3 separate regions of the Rattus norvegicus genome follow, and regions 2 and 3 are each linked to region 1. A link is a contact called in public Hi-C data. All regions are on one chromosome and are shown on one strand. The core of a region is the stretch at or near the end of the contact, and the rest is flanking DNA. Distances in the headings are between cores, read along the strand shown.

Region 1 (2,700 bases), core at 77-2,576:
CCGGCTCTCGGGCCGCTTCCCACTGTAAGGATCCAGTGCTCCAGCCTTCCCCTCTCCATAAAAGGAGGGGGAGTGAGTCTTTGCGAAGAGGCGGGGCTGGTTTAGGGGCGCGTCTAGGGCACTCACCTGACGGCTGCCACGCGCCCGCGCCCCAGAGCCAAAGCCTGGGACACCTGATTGAGGAACTTGCACTCTTGTGTGGAGGTGGAAGCGAGGCTAGAGTCAGGGAGGAGGCTGCCACCTGCCTCATCGCCACCTTGACACCCTGCACCCTCCAGATCCTTAGCCCCTGGCAGAAGGCCCAGCCGCACCCTGAACGGGTTGCTGAGGGGATAGAAGAAAAGATAGAAAAGAAGCCGCGGGTGAGGAACTCCTGGGTTCTGCCTTGGAATCTAAGGGAGCGCAGAGCGCCACCTCCGGCCAAGGCACAGTACAGACCGGGTGGCGGGGAAGGCACATGCGGACAGAAGTCTGATCAGGGCTGGACGGTTCTCCCACTGAGAGAGATGGATTCCTGGTGGGATGTGACCCGACGGCAAGGCCAGACCTGTCAGCTTCTGGACATGCATTGGAGTTAGAGGATTGTGGACCTTTCAAATCCCAAAGCTAGACAGAGCTTAGGGCTCTGGATTCTATGACGCGCTCCATGGGTAGGGGTGCAACAGAATCCCGCCCGTCCAGTTCACTCCCTTTCATGTGAATTAACCCGTGCACCCAGCCCGGGTCGAATCCCCCACCAATCTCTTTTGTCCCCAGACAAAGGCAGAGCCGGGCAGGAGCCTTTCATCCCCAGCTCCCCCGGGTTCCTGCATTTCAAAGGTCGAGCTAGAAAGGCCCCACGAGGGCGGCTCACCTAGCCCCAAATACCTGGTGTGTGTGTGTGTGTCTGTGTGTGTGTCTGTGTGTGTGTGTGTGTGTGTGTGTGTGTGGTGGGGGTAGGTTGCTGAGAACCTTTGGAGCCCAAATCTAAAGCAGTTCCACAGACTTCCTTAGGCCTGCGGGCCCCGTCGCCACGCCCCTGCCCTAGCACCTCGGGATGCTCTGGAGATACAGAGGCACCCTCTCTTGGCCTAAAGAGGGAGTCTGGAAAACGTCGAGAAGTTCCTCACCTCGAGGTCTTAGAAAGCCCAGGCCTTGTCCGTTCTGGTGAAACTTTGTGCTGCTCTGCAGAGGGAGATTCACCGGATGGCTTCTGGCGGCGACTACCAGGACCACGCTGGACCTGAGTCGAGTTCCTCACCGTTTTATCCCGATTGTTCTACGCGTCCTGTCCTGCCAAGCCCTTCTCAGAAGCAGAGAGGACCAGAGGACACCTCTTTGCGGTTCGACGACCCGATGTGAAAATCCAGGAAGAAGATCGGGTTGCATTGCTGAGGGGATGCCGCGCCCGTCCGGCCACCACCTCCGCATGGAGGCTGCGGGTTCCTGGGGACCCCGCCTAGTTCGGTGCTTTTCTCTCCCCTTACTCTCTTGGCGCAGCAGGGGCGCCCAGCTGGAAATCAAAGAGGGGCGGGAGGAATTCTGAAGATGCGAAGGGACATCAGGGACCAGAATGAAGCTAGGCCTGGATGCATCCGCCCGGGACACGGGAGCCACAGGGAGCTGGGCGCAGGCACCGTTCTAATCGCCGACCGCTATTAAAAATAAAACCGCGACCCGTCGTCATAGCGACCACAACAACAGCGGCCGCGCGAGGGTGGTAAGAGCTTGTGCAGCCGAGCGCCAGCTGCCTAAGGGGACTGGGGCATGGGCCCTTAAGCTTACCGGTACTCTGATGTGAGACAATGACCCCTAACCCCTCCACCCCCCCCCCCCCACACACACACACACCATGCTGTTCCTCCAGGTTCTTAGAAGATTCCTGGTCTCTGAAAACTGGGACTGGCTAAGTCATGTGGTCAAAAGCCTAAAGGACCCGCCGGCTCAGGCTACACACACACACACACACCCATGCCTCGGCTTCCCTTGGGACCCGCGACTGTCCTCATTTTAGCCTCTAGAGAAGGGGTTGTGTGAGGGTGTCAGGCCTCCAAAGAACACCAAGAGACCAAGCCGAGCTGGCGGGGGTTGCATGCGCTTGAGGCCACCGCACCTGTCCCGCCCGCGCCTCGGTGATCCCTTCTGGTAGGAGAAATCACGTGCTTTCTCCTGGCTGGGATTCGAGTTTCACTTCCAGCCGCTATTAGGCGGTTCACTCGGTTCACTGCAAACATTTGATAATGAGGCTAAATATACTTTAGAGTCGGAGGAGGTGTGGGTGGCTGCTGCCCTAGCCTGTAGATGCGTCGCTCCAGGCTCTGTGGGGCATCCCCGCCCCAGTAGCTGAAAACCCCCAAGCCGGGTGCGAGAGAAAGACCCTCACCCACCCCCTAAAATCCAGTCCCAACTAGAAAGAGCATCTTAAGGACTGTGGGCGCTTGAGGACAGCTGGAGGGTCCCTGGAGGAAGTAGGCGGCCAGCAGCTGGGAGCTTGGAAAGGTGGGGAAGGGAACTAGAAAGTGCACCTGGCGGTGACAGGGATGTCCGGTCGCCCCCAGAGCAGATGCTTCCGACCTGTCTCCAGTGCCCCCGGCACAACGCGACGTGTCCTCCCGCCCATAATTAAAATGTCAAGTGTTTCAAATAGCTCAAGAGAGGGGCTGCTCGGCCGGGGGGGGGGCAGCTAACATCTAACCTTTGATGGTGTCCTTTCAACCCAAG
Region 2 (2,701 bases), core at 37-2,536, 130 kb before region 1:
ATAGGCAAGTTTGTAGAGCATTTTCAAATTTTTTTTTTAAGATTTATTTATTATATATAAGTACTCTGTAGCTGTCTTCAGACACACCAGAAGAGGGCATCAGATCCCATTACAGATGGTTGTGAGCCACCATGTGGTTGCTGGGAATTGAACTCAGGACCTCTGGAAGAGTAGTTGGGTGCTCTTAACCGTTGAGCCATCTCTCCAGCCCGAGCATTTTCAAAACTATTGATTGACATAGGAGCAGAGGGCAGCTCACCACGGGCAGTGTCATGCCAGGGTAGGTGATCTGACCTGTGTACAAAGGCATGCCGAGAACACTCGAGCAAGAAGTTGCCTCCATGGTCCCTACTTTAATTCCTGCCTTGACTTCTCTTAGTGATGGGGCGTGACAAGTTGGAAGTTGGAATAAACCCTTGCAGCAACAGAAAACTTCACTAAAACGATGGGGAACCGCAGAAAGGTCACAACGAAGTTGAGGGGGCAAATCTTAGTTGTGTTATCACAGTGGGAAATAGCTCCAAATGCATCCGGACCCCAGCTCTTCTGGGCCCTAGCCTTACAGACCTGTGCATCTCATCATATGAGTCTGTGGTGTGGATACCCCAAAATAGATGTGTGAACACATATATACCATGAGGCACACGTTCCCGGGCTGTGGGTTCAACAGCCTGTGACACAGCAGGAGAGTGTCCCACGTGGTTGAGACTTCCTTGTCTCCATCCCTTTTGAAAATGGGTGCTGTGCTCTCCATGAGCTGTCACAGGGAAGGAAGACCTGCAGATGCTGCTGGAGGGGAAATGTCCCTTTAATGTCTCTCCCGAAGCCTCATCTCCAAGGTTAGCATCAAAACCAAGACACATAAGAGGAGAGAAATGGGAAATAGCTGGCAGAAGACAGTTTGACTTTATTTTCTCAAAAAGCGACAGACACAGTGGCCCAGGTAAGTTTCTAGGCAACATTATTTTCGGTACCAGGTATTAATGGCATAAGAATTCACAAGTTAAGCAATTAGATGAGGTTGGCTCCTAGAGCAGCAGGTGCAAAGGACCCTTGTGTTTCAGACATCCACACACAAGGGATGCAGGCGTGGGTATGGAGTGAAAGCGTTGGCTCCACCCTTCTGTGTGTTCCTGAGATACTCACATCTTCCAGGAAGGCCGTGGGGAAAAGGATGGCCTAGTTTGGACACTGTCCCAACTGTGTTCCAGTGCCAAGAGACCCAGGGCTTCTCAGAGACAGCGCCTGACCAGAGTTTCCCCATGCTGTCTGCACCCTGATCACAATGCCAACAGGTACTCAGAGCTCAGGTTTCTAGGGAGCCTCATGTCCTGATGCCACAGCAAGACATGAGTTCTTTGAGTCTGTGGAAACTTGATGGGTAGTGACCTCCACCAAGGTCAGAGGGAAGACAAGAAGCTTCTAGACCAATCCACAGTCAAGGAAACTGAAGTTCCCTGGGTTGGCTAGAGTCCTAGGGACACACAGAGCCGGGAATGGGACAGTGGGGTCTTCCAACTCAGCCTCACATCTTCCCAGGTCTAGGATCACAATAGAGTTTATTCTGCATGGACAAGAGACAGGGCATAGCCTGAGGATACCTACAGGGACAGCCCATTGGAGCCATAACGCCCACCCTACCTATGTCTTAAAGCCTCCAGTTCCTCCTCCACTATGGGGAAAGCAGATGTACAGGTCTGTCATGAGTCACAGTGCCCCAAGGAGATCAGAAAGGAGACACAAGTTTCTACATAGGGCAGGGAGACCCGGGCACCAAAGGGTGTATAAGAGTTGCCCTGTTTGCTACAAGTGAACTTGGCTACACCAACCAAGCAACAAGCCTCATAGGTGGGCAGAAGTCACTCCCTTTTACAGCCTGCCCGTGGCTCAACAGAAAGTGTAGCACCATGTGAGAACAGGGATTTCATTTTCCTAAGGCATATCTGTGGTTCTAGGAGCTCGGAGCACACTCGGGGAGTCTGACAGTGTCCGAGGAGTGCTGCCATAAGTGATAATGAATTAGGATCAAGGAAGTGCTCCCTCAGACCCCATAGGGTTGAGGTCTGGTGCCTCCCAAGGCTGACAGAGGTCTGACCCCAGCTCCTCTCCAGTATCTGTTGCTGCCTATGGCGCTTGACATCCCTCAGTGTGGGCACATAGCCTGGTTATGTCCTCTACTGTACATGGCTACTCTGTTCACTCTTCTGAGGAGAGATCTTGTCGTTAGACATAAGGCTGACTTAAGCTAGGGAGGGTGATTTGGTTGCCAGGGTGCTTAGCTAACATGCGCAAAACCCTGCTCACCCCCCTCCCCCAGCGGTGGTGTATGCCTGTAAGTCCAGTGCCTGGAGGGTAGAGTCAGGAGGATCAGGAATTCGAGGTCATCTTTGCCTACTTAGTGAGTTGGAGATCAGTCATTCCTACATGAGAGACTCTCTCAAACCACAAAGACAATACCAAAATGTAGGCTTGGATCTAAAACCAGGGCTTTAACTACTGCCACCTGCAGAGGCCTGTTTCCTAAGAGGTCACGTTCTGCAGAGACAGGAATTGGGGATGGTTACTCATCTAGCATTAGCTAATTCCATCTAGGCCAAGAGGTCTGGGAAAGACACTGAAATCCCCTGCTGAGATTTAGGGACCCCAAGCAGGGTGAGCTACCACAGAGTCTGGGGAGTAACGAGGTAAAGAGATTCCTGAC
Region 3 (2,700 bases), core at 58-2,557, 150 kb after region 1:
ATTTAACATGGTTCCCTAGAGCTTCCCCGCCACACTCAAAACTCCTAGAGGTCACCTGTGGAACACCAATTTTCCACAAAACTAATGTCAAGAACAAAACAAAAGGGTCAAATTTGTCATAAAACCCAACTCCTAACATCACAGGCCTGTTCTCAGATGTGATGTGTCTGGATGCCCAGGTCTGGAAGCACCCACACCCTATTCTGCTTCCTGGAAAAGTCATGAAGCACTGAGTCAGGCTCAGCACCAGGACTAGGAAGTGCCCAGCAGGGGCCCTGACCACTGGCAATACCATCTCTGTCCCTCTAAAACACTTCCAGCCATCGAGGATAATGCATGTCTAAACTGAGGTAGGACCCGTGTGGCATATCCGCACCTGCCTTCTCCATGACCTCTGAGTAAGGATCACCTATTCGAAAGAATCTCATTTAAGCTGTCCCTGAGGAAAGGAACCTGAAGGTGCAAGCAAGCAGGAGGAGAGCCACTCTGGCCAAGTTCCAGACTCAGGAACTGGCCAGCCCCACCCTTGACCCCGCCCCCAGCCATTTGCCACGCCCCAAGGCCTGCGTCCCACCTATCAGTACTTGTCTCAGGCCCCTCATTCCTCAAGTTTCACCCTACTCAGACCCCCCCCCACCCCTTCCCTTGAGCTTTATGTTCCTTCCCCAAACCTGTACCCCACCTACTGAACCTGTACCCCACCTACTGAACCTTGTCCGCCAGCTGCGCGGCTCATGTCCCGCCCACCTACCCCCTACCAAATCCACTACCCCTTGCCCCGCCCCCTTCCCGTAATCCCTTATTCTTCGCCCTGCCTACAAAAGACAACGCTCCGCCTGCCACCTCCTGCAACGCTCCCAAAGTCCACGCCCCGCCCATTTGGTTCTTTTCCCTCCCATTACACGTTATTCCCCACTCTTCACACTAAGCCTCTACCCAAGAGGCCTGTGTCCCGCCTACCACCCCCTCGTACCGCCCACTACCCAAGGCCCTTGAGGAGCTTGCTGCCTCCTGCCTCGCCCTCGAGGTTCTCGCCCCACCCTCGACTCCTAGACTCAGCCAATAACACTTTCTCTTCGCCCCCTCTCTCGTCCCCCTGCCCGCTACTCCGCCCTCTAAGCCCTTTGTCCGCCCACTTCCCCTGGTCCCGCCCTTTACCCCTTACTCCCTACCCCTCCCCCAGCACCACTCCTAAGACGCGCACACGCTGCCTCGAGCAACCGAGTCAGCCGGAAGTCTTGCCGTAAAGCGTGCTACGACCATCGTACTAGCGCCGGTTCCCTTGGAGACAAGCAACGCGTTCAAGATGGCGGCGCCGGCGGAGGCGGAGGTGGCCGCGGGCTTCGCCGAGGCGGATGAAGCAGCGGAACTGACCCGCGCGCTAGGTCGTCTGTTACCGGGACTGGAGACCGAAAGTAAGCTGGGGCGGCGGCGCGCGCTGGAAGCTCTGGAGCACGCACTGGAAGAGGCGGTGCGGCCCGGAACGGATTCCGCTGCCTTCCAGGGCCCATGGGCTCGTCTGCTGCTGCCTCGCCTGCTGCGACTTCTGACCGACCCAGCCGAGGGCTGCCGCGCGCTGGCTGCTCACCTGCTGGACTTAGGCCTTCGCCGTGCCGCGCGGCCCCGCGATGCTCTGCCGCGCCTGTTGCCCGCGCTCACCGCACGCCTTGCCCGACCAGAATCCACGCGGCCACCGCCTGAACCCTGCGAAGAGCTGCGTCTTGCCCTCGTGCAACTGCTTCACCTGGCCGTGGACCTGGGCGGCGCCGCGCTCGCGCCCCACCTGGACGACGCGGTGCGCGCGTTGCGGGGTGCGCTGCTCGACCCCTTCGCCGCGGTGCGCCGGGAGGGTTGCGAGTGCGCAGCCGCTCTGGCGCGTGCCATTCCGGGTAAGTGTCAGATCCCCTTCCCTAGGTACCTAGATTTCCAGAAACTTAACTAAAGTGGGCTGGTTCCTTCGTATGGTGATTTCAGATGGGAGGGGGCACGAGGCAAGATCTCACGGTGTAGCCCGGGCTGGCATCAACCCTAACGATGCTTCTGCTACAATCGCAGACCTGTGCCATACCCATTTCATGATCATTTTATGCAAAGGTTATGGAACTCCTGTGGAAAAGGACAACTCAAGATTGTGAACTTAGGTTTCTCTACTCCAGTGTCTTCTGTGTCTCTGACTCAGACCACTAACTTCCTGCGTGAAGGGAGGCTGCCTCTGTCCATCTCCCTTTCGTTTATTTCTACCATTCTAACAGCTCGGCTTGATCAGAGCTTTCCCTTCTATGCCAGAGTTTGGAAAAATAAGAGGCTCCGCTTAGTGCTGATAGTCACCTGGAAAGTCCTCCCGGGAGGGAGCCAACCTTGTGAAATATGGGTGCATGTCCCCCGGGATGCCTGGAGCATACGCAGTTCCCAGCACCACTAAGAGGAAAGGTGGGAGTTGAGGCTAGCAGAGGCTAGTTTATGAGTCCAGAGGAAGGTTTGGTGGTAGCCGCAGAACAGCCAACACCCCGCCCCCCCCGCCCCCCCCCCCGCAGCCGATTCTCATAACCAGCAGTCACCCTATCCCACAGAGCACTTCCACATGCAGTCGGAGTCCCTCATAGGCCCCCTGATGCAGACCATCTCCCACCAGCACTGGAAGGTCCGGGTAGCTGTCATCGAAGCCACAGGCACTGTAATCCAGTTTGGCAATGGGAATTC

Evidence for each region. A called contact is a pair of places that touch in the nucleus more often than the background predicts.
Region 2: a Hi-C map of Schwann cells shows a contact between it and region 1, with 10 times the contacts expected there. The contact joins the promoter of LOC102548794 here to the promoter of Pdgfa in region 1. A contact is called at or near these places in 11 of 12 Hi-C or Micro-C datasets (the A7r5 cell line, the Rat2 cell line, Schwann cells and 7 more) and 1 of 1 datasets of contacts at active chromatin or transcription factors (oligodendrocytes).
Region 3: a Hi-C map of liver shows a contact between it and region 1, with 2.7 times the contacts expected there. The contact joins the promoter of Dnaaf5 here to the promoter of Pdgfa in region 1. A contact is called at or near these places in 1 of 12 Hi-C or Micro-C datasets (liver) and 1 of 1 datasets of contacts at active chromatin or transcription factors (oligodendrocytes).

The regions. Positions count from the first base shown.
Region 1 is chr12:20,757,992-20,760,691 of GRCr8, reverse strand. Pdgfa (platelet derived growth factor subunit A) reads right to left here and starts at 1,326. Exons shown (of 8, transcript NM_012801.2): 1 at 1,110-1,326; 2 at 127-324.
Region 2 is chr12:20,891,176-20,893,876 of GRCr8, reverse strand. LOC102548794 (40S ribosomal protein S27-like) reads left to right here and starts at 1,286. Exons shown (of 2, transcript XM_006248982.3): 1 at 1,286-1,295. The coding sequence starts at 1,286.
Region 3 is chr12:20,605,087-20,607,786 of GRCr8, reverse strand. Dnaaf5 (dynein, axonemal, assembly factor 5) reads left to right here and starts at 1,307. Exons shown (of 13, transcript NM_001134857.1): 1 at 1,307-1,889; 2 at 2,571-2,700. The coding sequence starts at 1,307. It also overlaps a transcript of Prkar1b not described here.